Regions from separate parts of the Mus musculus genome. Here region 1 is linked to region 2. The links are chromatin contacts, called in public HiChIP or PLAC-seq maps. All regions are on one chromosome and are shown on one strand. Each heading gives the region's core, a stretch centred on a gene start, on an enhancer-like site or on the middle of the called end of the contact. The rest is flanking DNA. Distances are from core to core; before and after follow the strand shown.

Region 1 (3,826 bases), core at 1,033-3,532, 240 kb before region 2:
TTCATTTTCATTCTTTTCATGAACAGGGTTAACAACAACAGTAATTACATTTGACTAATAACATATAAAGAAAATACAGGACTTCACTAATTACATACTCATTATATAACTTTATAACAAAAAGAAAAAAAAAGAGTTCTGGAGAGATGTCTCAATGGTTAAAAACACTTACTGGCCTTCCAGAGGACCCAACTTCAGTTCCAATACCCACATCAGGTAGTTCACAAACCACCTGTAACTCCTACTCCAGGAAATCAATGTCCCTTGCCTCTGAAGGCACCTGCACTCACTTGCATACCCCCATACACAAACACACATAAGCTCATAATTAGAAAATAATAAAATTGGGACTGGAAAAACTGCTCATTGGTTACAAGCACTTGCTGATCTTCATAGAGAGAAACATACCAAAAATCTCCAAGAGGTTCCACAGCTACTTGCTACTTCTGAAGACTCTAATTAGCCAAGTGATGTCTGCTGATACAGACTCACATGGAGAGTTGCTAAAACAGACTCACATGCTGAGGTAAGACACTGTGGTGAGGTAAGACTGGTAGAGGACAAGTGATGTTTGGAGAAAGTATAAATAGGACCCAACGGACAGTGACAGGGGTTTGGTCTGCTGGTACAACCAGCTCTGCAGTACCTCTCGGTCTCAAATCTTCACTGATCTTCACCACTTTGTTGAGAAAGGCACAGCAGAGAACTTCTCCTGGTGTCTCCTGGTCTAAATCCCTCCTGCTGATTCATGCCCCTGCTAGGTCCTGCCACCACTACTGCTATGCCAACTACTGAACTGAACTGCTGGTATATATGTGAAGTGTTTGTGAGTGGATCAAACTGCCCCTGCTGACCTTTGAACTGAACTGCTGATTTCCCAAAACGCAGGGCTGGAGAGATAACCGGGTAATTAAGAGTATCTCACTTCTAAGGACCCACATGGTGGCTGACAATAATCTGCAATTCGAGTTCCAAAAGATCTGATGATATGTTATTCTGGCCACCATGGATACCAGATACACATGTGCTACAGATAATGCAGGCAGGCAAAACAGACATATACATAAAATAAAAATAAATCATTTTTGAAAACATCAGTCTCCAATCAAGCTGCTATTCTGAGCCACTTCCCCAGAACATTACCACTGAACAATAATAAATATAAAGTATAATGCTTAAGTCTACAGAGCAAAGGATCAGACCATGAATTTCTGATAAGAAAACCAACCTTTCTCATTACTTGAGGATGTTTCATAGAAATATCAAAAACAAATATTAACTATGATTAAATCCTAGAAGTATCTTAAAATTAGAACTTTCTATTCATTTTCAAATGTATCAAAGAGGGACTTTTGCTCATGATACCATAGGCATATAAGTACACAAAATTATACAGACCACAAGTGCATTTTCTCAAGTAAGCAACCTTCTCCTCTAAACAAAACTATTTGACCAAAATTAATGTTACCCTCCAAATGTCCACCATAAGTCTTAATGTCTTCATGCCAACCTACTATTAAACTTTTCTCCAAAATTACTGGACTTTTTGCATCAAAACAAAATAATCTGAAAGGTTTACTTTACATTTAACATTTCATTTGACAAATGCCAATAAAAGGAGAAAGAGAAGGAGGAGGAGGAAGAAGAGAAGGAAAAGAAAAAGGACTCAGACTTTAAGACTGAAAGTCCTTCATCCATTGAATACCCCTATTCTGAGAATCCAGTAAGTTCCAATGCTAAAATCTGTTCAGCATCAGATACTCAAAATGTTTTACAATTTGGAACATGAGATTGTAGACTTTTGGATTGGAGACAGTCAATGAGGAAAATCTATTCAAAATCTGTAAAACTATTAACACATTAACTAGTTGTTTCCGGTATTTCAGGTGAATGGCACAAAACACATGCATGAGGAGCATGACAACAGGTCCTTCTCTTTTTCTCCCAAGTGGTTGTCTGTAGTGACTTCTTTCCACTTAACTATATCTTACCTTATTAATTGCTTCATAAAGTTACCTAGCTTTCTCTCTGTCCATTCCTGATCCCTCCTAAATGAGTTAAAAGAGAGAGATGGATATTATACTTAGTATATTTCTCCTGATGCACAATCTTTCTCCTAGTTGCTCATGAGCAAACATATTCATGCCAATGGGCACCAACAATACCCACCCAAGTCTCAGTTGATGAACCAATGGATTTACTGGAGCTACTTACAACAGCACGGGTAACTCTCAGGCAGCTGCATCTCAAATGACTCACAAAAGCTACATCACTGGATGACTGCAGTGGAAAGTTACATCATCTGTGTAACTTGTAGGCAGCTCTACTAAAGAGTCGCTCATGCTCCTTTAAGTAACCCCAATAAACTACCTGGTCCACAAAGCTAGACTTAAAACAGAATTGTGTCCTTGGTCTATTATTAGTTCCTTATCTATACTGAATTTGTTCACAGCTCCTCAAGATAAGTCATGAAACACAACTATCCCCAAATAAGGACAGATTAGAACCAAAGATGAATCTAGCATATCGCCTTCTATGTGTTCTAAGACATAGGGCATCTGAGAGTGGAGCAGTAAGGACAACCCAAATAAAGCCATTCTTCCCTAGGTTACATTTGTGTGTGCCATCTTGCTATGGCAGCAGCTGAACTGGCCTTTCGATGGATAAGAAAACATTCAGATAAGGCTGAGACATATGGAGGTAACATCTCAGGGTTGTCATCTTCTATGTGGTATTGAGTACAACACTTCCTTGACTAATAGAGTCCACAGTGTGGCAGAAGTACTAGCAGATACGTTGTAGTTCCTGAGAGTAGCACTTACAAAACTCAGCTATAAGCAAGTTACAATAGCAGTTTCATGGCCTCTAAAATAAGCAAATGAGGTATGGCTTAACCAATAATGAGGGTGTATAAGGAAAATGAGATCTTATACTATACTAACTTAGCTGAGAATATATTTCTTTTTTATAATTTTTATTAGACTTATTTATTATTTTATATCTGAGTGTTTTGCCTGCATATATGTATGTGTACCATTTATTTGCATGCCTGGTGCCCACAATGGTCAGAAGAGGTTATTGACTGCTCTAGATCTGGAGTTACTTAGGGTATGAACCACCATGTGAGTGCTAGGAATCAAAACCCAATCCTCTGGTAGAGCAACAAGTGCTCTTAACAGCTGAGCCATCTTTCCAGCCCTGAGAGGACATATTTTAAAATTCCTTTACTGAGCATTTTCAAATTAGGAAAGGCTGCTAGAAATTTTTGTAGGCAGTGCTCTCCAAAGTGTCCTCAGGGGCTGAGATGTAACTCAACTGGAAGAGTGCATGATTAGCGTATGTAAGGAAGGCCCTGGGACCAACCCTAGCTATACGAATGTGTAATCCTAGCACTTAGGAGATAGAAGCAAGGTGACAAGGTTGAAGCCAGCCAATACTGCAGAGGAAGACCAGCCTGAGCTATTAGCAGGAGCATGTCTCCAAAAGGAAAGAATAAGCCTATGTATGTCACCAAGTCCTACTGCATGCAGCTCACATACACACTGCTCTAGTCTCATCTAATTGACATGCAGCACCAGATAGGTCTAGAACTGTTCCAGATCCATAGCAATCATCCCCATCAACAAAGATGTAAAATTCCTCATGAACACATCAGTAACTTAAGAATATTTAAAACAATAACAAATCATGATTGATGGGTTTATGCCAACAGGACAAACCTGGCTCCACATTTTTTCAGCTCTATTATAATCTTATGACACCATCATTGTATATGCAGCTCTTGACCAAAACACCATTATGTGGTTTATGACTGTACTATTATACA
Region 2 (3,710 bases), core at 362-2,861:
ATAGCAAAAAACAAATAAGCAAATAAAAAATAGTTCTAATACATGCTGGAGTATAGATGAACTTTGAAAGCATTCTGAGTGAAAGGTCTGCCACAAAACAGTTGTTTTTTGCCCCCCCCCCCCCCGCCACTCCCTTGAGACAGTATCTCAGACTGTAGCCCAAGTTAGCCTAGAATTCACTATGCCCAGGCTTGCCTTGAACTCATTAATCTGCTTCCTCGGGCTTCTGGCTGCTAGAATGGAAGGCATGAGCCACTATGCCAGGCAAAAGATCATATAATAGTACAATTCTGTCTACAGAAAATGCTCAAAATAGGCAAATCTATAAATATAGGTAATGAATACAGGATTTCTTTTAAAGGGGTCAAAATTCTGTAAAATTGACTGATTATATAGTTCTATTAATATGGAAACCTTCAAAATAGTGTTTGTGTGCTTGGAGGGGGGGAGATGCCGAAGTGCATTTGCCTTATTTTTTGTGGAGGGGGAACTGGGGATAGGGTTGGGAGTAGGTGTCCTATGGCCTCTGTGTAAAGATGGGAGGACAGACAACATTCTAAAGTAAGCTCTCTCCTTTACCATGTGTTTCCTGGAGAGTCACACTGCGTTTAACAGGCTTAGTGACAAGTTCCTTTACCTGTTGGACCATCTCTCTAGCTCTGAAAAATTAATTCTAGATAGGATCTCACTGTGTACCTCTGTTCTAGAACACACTATATAGATCAGGCTGGTCATAAACTCAGAGATTTGTCTGCCTCTGCCTCCCAAGTGCTGGGATTAAAGGTATACACCTCCACACCTGGCTACAATTTAAAAACAAAAATATGTCTGTGTGGGGGTATTTCACAAGAGTGCAGAGACCTACAGATGTCAACATCATATTTCCCAGTGTTGCAGGCAGTTGTGACCGTCTCCTCCCACCCCCCCACCCCACCCCCCAAAAAAAAAATGGATACTGGGAACTATCCTCTGCGGGTACTCAGAATCTTAATTGATGAGCCATTTCTCTAGGTCTCTGAATTAATAAAATGCAGGCTGAGGATATGGTTCAGTTTAGAGTTCTTGTTTGCTTAACCTAAATGAAGCTTGGGTGTGAGGATGTGTTGGACCCTAATTATATTCTTACAGAATGTGGTAGCACATGACTAATCTCAGCAACTCAAGATGTAGGAGCAGAAGGATCAGGAATTCCTTAGCTACAAAACAAACCTTAAAAAAAAAAAATACCAGTCTATCTCCCTAGGTGGGGTGCTCTTTTTCAGACATGCAGGCCACTCTGGGTTATACCATCTAAATATAAAGTAGTATGTCTCGGTATTATAGATGGCATGTAAGGCTTTTATTTAGTTCTCCATGTGTCATTTGGAGACTACATATAAATGCAGTCTTGTTTTGTTGGGGTTCTCCCCTCACTCTTTTATGGTTAAAATTAATGAATCATCTAAACTAAAACATACACTGAAACCAGCTAGTTCAAATCTTCCTTTTTATGGCCTTAACTGTAAGTCTGGCAAAATTTAGAGAAAATATTCCCAGTAAGACACTGCCACTGGAGAGGGGGTGTGGCCAACAGCCGCATGTTAAGGCTGTAAAGAGTGAGCTCTTATTTCCTACTGGCTGAAAATATACAGCTGTTGGTGACAGGCTGCATTCTTTAGTAGTGACTTTATTTTTCCTTCACCACAAGCCAGACTTGTACTATTTCCAGCCTTGGATATTATTTAGGCATGTCCCACACTGCATTGTTTTAGTTTCGGAAATTGTATCATATTCCCTAACTTGAATAAACAGCTTTAAAGAGCAGGGTCTCCTTGTACTCAATTGTCCTTAGGCTTGCTGTGTAGCCAAGGATGATTTTGAACCTGTGATTCTCCTGCCTTCACCTGAATTGCTGGTGTTACAGGTGTATTTTACCATGCTGGTATTGAATCCAGCGTAATGAAGACACATTTACTTTTGGGATGTGCGTGGGGCAGGAGTTGAGACAAGGCTGTATGTAGGCTTGGCTGCCCTGGAATTCACTGTAGACCAGACTGGCCTCTGCTTCCCAAATGCTAGGATTAAAGGCACATTTTACATTTTCATTTGTTTCTTTCCTGGCTTATGTTAAGATTAGGGCCCAAAGTATAATTGACAACATTTGCCATTTTATATAGATGCTTTTTTAAATATATAACAAGGAACTAGGAATATAGTTTGGCCTAGCATGTATACAACTATGGGTTTGATTTCCAGCAGAATACATGTTATATAGTAAAAATCAGAATATTTTAGAACTTTATTAGTGGGCCAAAACTGAGGGGTGAATATCTAACTCATTATCTATCATATTGTTTTCTGTTCATTGTATATTGTGTTTTCTATAATGTTGTGTTTTTCTCAAGGAAGATTTTAGTTTAAAATTATTTCCTTAGGGCAAATACTTTTCAGTACCCTTCCACCCAAGCAGATGGGAAACTAAACAAATTATTAAGGAAAATATTGTTTTGAAATATATTTGCTTCTCAGGTTATGAGTTCCATATTACCTCAATTTGGATTTGTATAACAAATCTGTTTCCTATCAATGGTAAATGATGGTTTGATAAGACAGTTTTTAATCCAGTGCTTGGGAAGCTAAAGCAAAATGACAACATGGGCTTACATGTCAAGTCTCTGCTGTAAAAAAAAAAAAAAAAAAAAAAGTGTGGGGGGGGAGCTGGGAGCATAAGATGGCTCTGCAAGTAATTGGTATGCCAGATGAGAGGACCTGAGTTCAATCCCCCAGACCTACATAGTGGAAAGAAAGTACCAACCACATTGTTCTTAGACTTCAAACACACTAAATACAGAAATACAAGTAAAGAGCAAAAATATTTGGTAGAATAGAGGGAAAAGAAGAATCTAAAGGAATCAGAGGATGACTAACCTCTTGTCATTCTGTTTGTATATCCACCTTGGGAGACTTAAGTGAGGTCATCATAGAGTGGGCTGGGCACTGAGACCCTGGATTATGTATTTTCCTTGCCTATTATTTATGTTTATTTACTTGAGACATATTTTCACAATGTATCCCTGGCTAGCCTAGAACTTGGTATGTAAATCAGGCTAGTCTCAAGCTAGAAGCAATCTTCTTGTCACTACTTCCCCCGAATTAGGATTATAGGTATGAACCGTACCACCTGGCAGTATAACATTCTTTAAAAACAGACGAAAAAGAATATATATGTCTTCTGGTTTGCTGGTGTGGAACTTTAAGGCTCAGGTATTAAGTAATATGCTAAAATTATACTTAAGTGCCAGGTCTGAACTTCTATGAAATGCATTTTCTTTTTCTATTCTTCTCTGTCATTAACCTAGAGAAACAACATGGAAATTCTCAGTTGAGAAGGTTGTTGAAGGAGCAGAAATATAGTTTGCTTTTGGACCCAAGTTAAATCTAAAGCCAAGTATTGTCATTTAGAGAAGAAATAACTGATTGTAATTTATATCAGGTTTTCCCTTTTGCTTTTATTATGCCTTAGTCCAAATCATTTCAAAATTCTGATATGTGATATAGATAGGAATGACATAAAATTTCAGTAATGTGTTTTATAATATTTGAGTTGGAATTATGTGCCTGGGGCAAAGATAATTGCTGTATTAGTCCAAATGCAATGAACTATCTTTGTATTCAAAGAAAAGGTTACAGCTAGTGTACCAAAGTACCCAGTCTCTAAGTATGTTTTGGCC

What was found. HiChIP or PLAC-seq counts read pairs in DNA pulled down with a chosen protein or histone mark.
Region 1: an H3K27ac HiChIP or PLAC-seq map of embryonic fibroblasts shows a contact between it and region 2, with 8 times the contacts expected there. The contact joins two enhancer-like sites. A contact is called at or near these places in 1 of 15 datasets of contacts at CTCF or cohesin (the NIH/3T3 cell line), 2 of 484 Hi-C or Micro-C datasets (the C10 cell line and cortical neurons), 17 of 115 datasets of contacts at active chromatin or transcription factors (the NIH/3T3 cell line, the SCID.adh cell line, bone marrow-derived macrophages and 11 more) and 3 of 9 other capture datasets (adipose tissue, liver and pancreatic islet).

The regions. Positions count from the first base shown.
Region 1 is chr4:109,703,982-109,707,807 of GRCm38.p6, reverse strand. The region is part of intron 1 of Faf1 (Fas-associated factor 1); the gene reads right to left. Among named protein-coding and RNA genes, the nearest start is that of Faf1, 29 kb to the right of the region's middle. Within about 2 kb of position 2,282, at least 6 of the 459 cell types and tissues checked have an H3K27ac peak or open chromatin away from gene starts, as enhancers often do. A contact at or near this core is called in embryonic fibroblasts, where this site is marked.
Region 2 is chr4:109,458,547-109,462,256 of GRCm38.p6, reverse strand. All of the region lies in intron 1 of Rnf11 (ring finger protein 11), which reads left to right. Among named protein-coding and RNA genes, the nearest start is that of Rnf11, 16 kb to the left of the region's middle. Within about 2 kb of position 1,611, at least 98 of the 459 cell types and tissues checked have an H3K27ac peak or open chromatin away from gene starts, as enhancers often do. A contact at or near this core is called in embryonic fibroblasts, where this site is marked.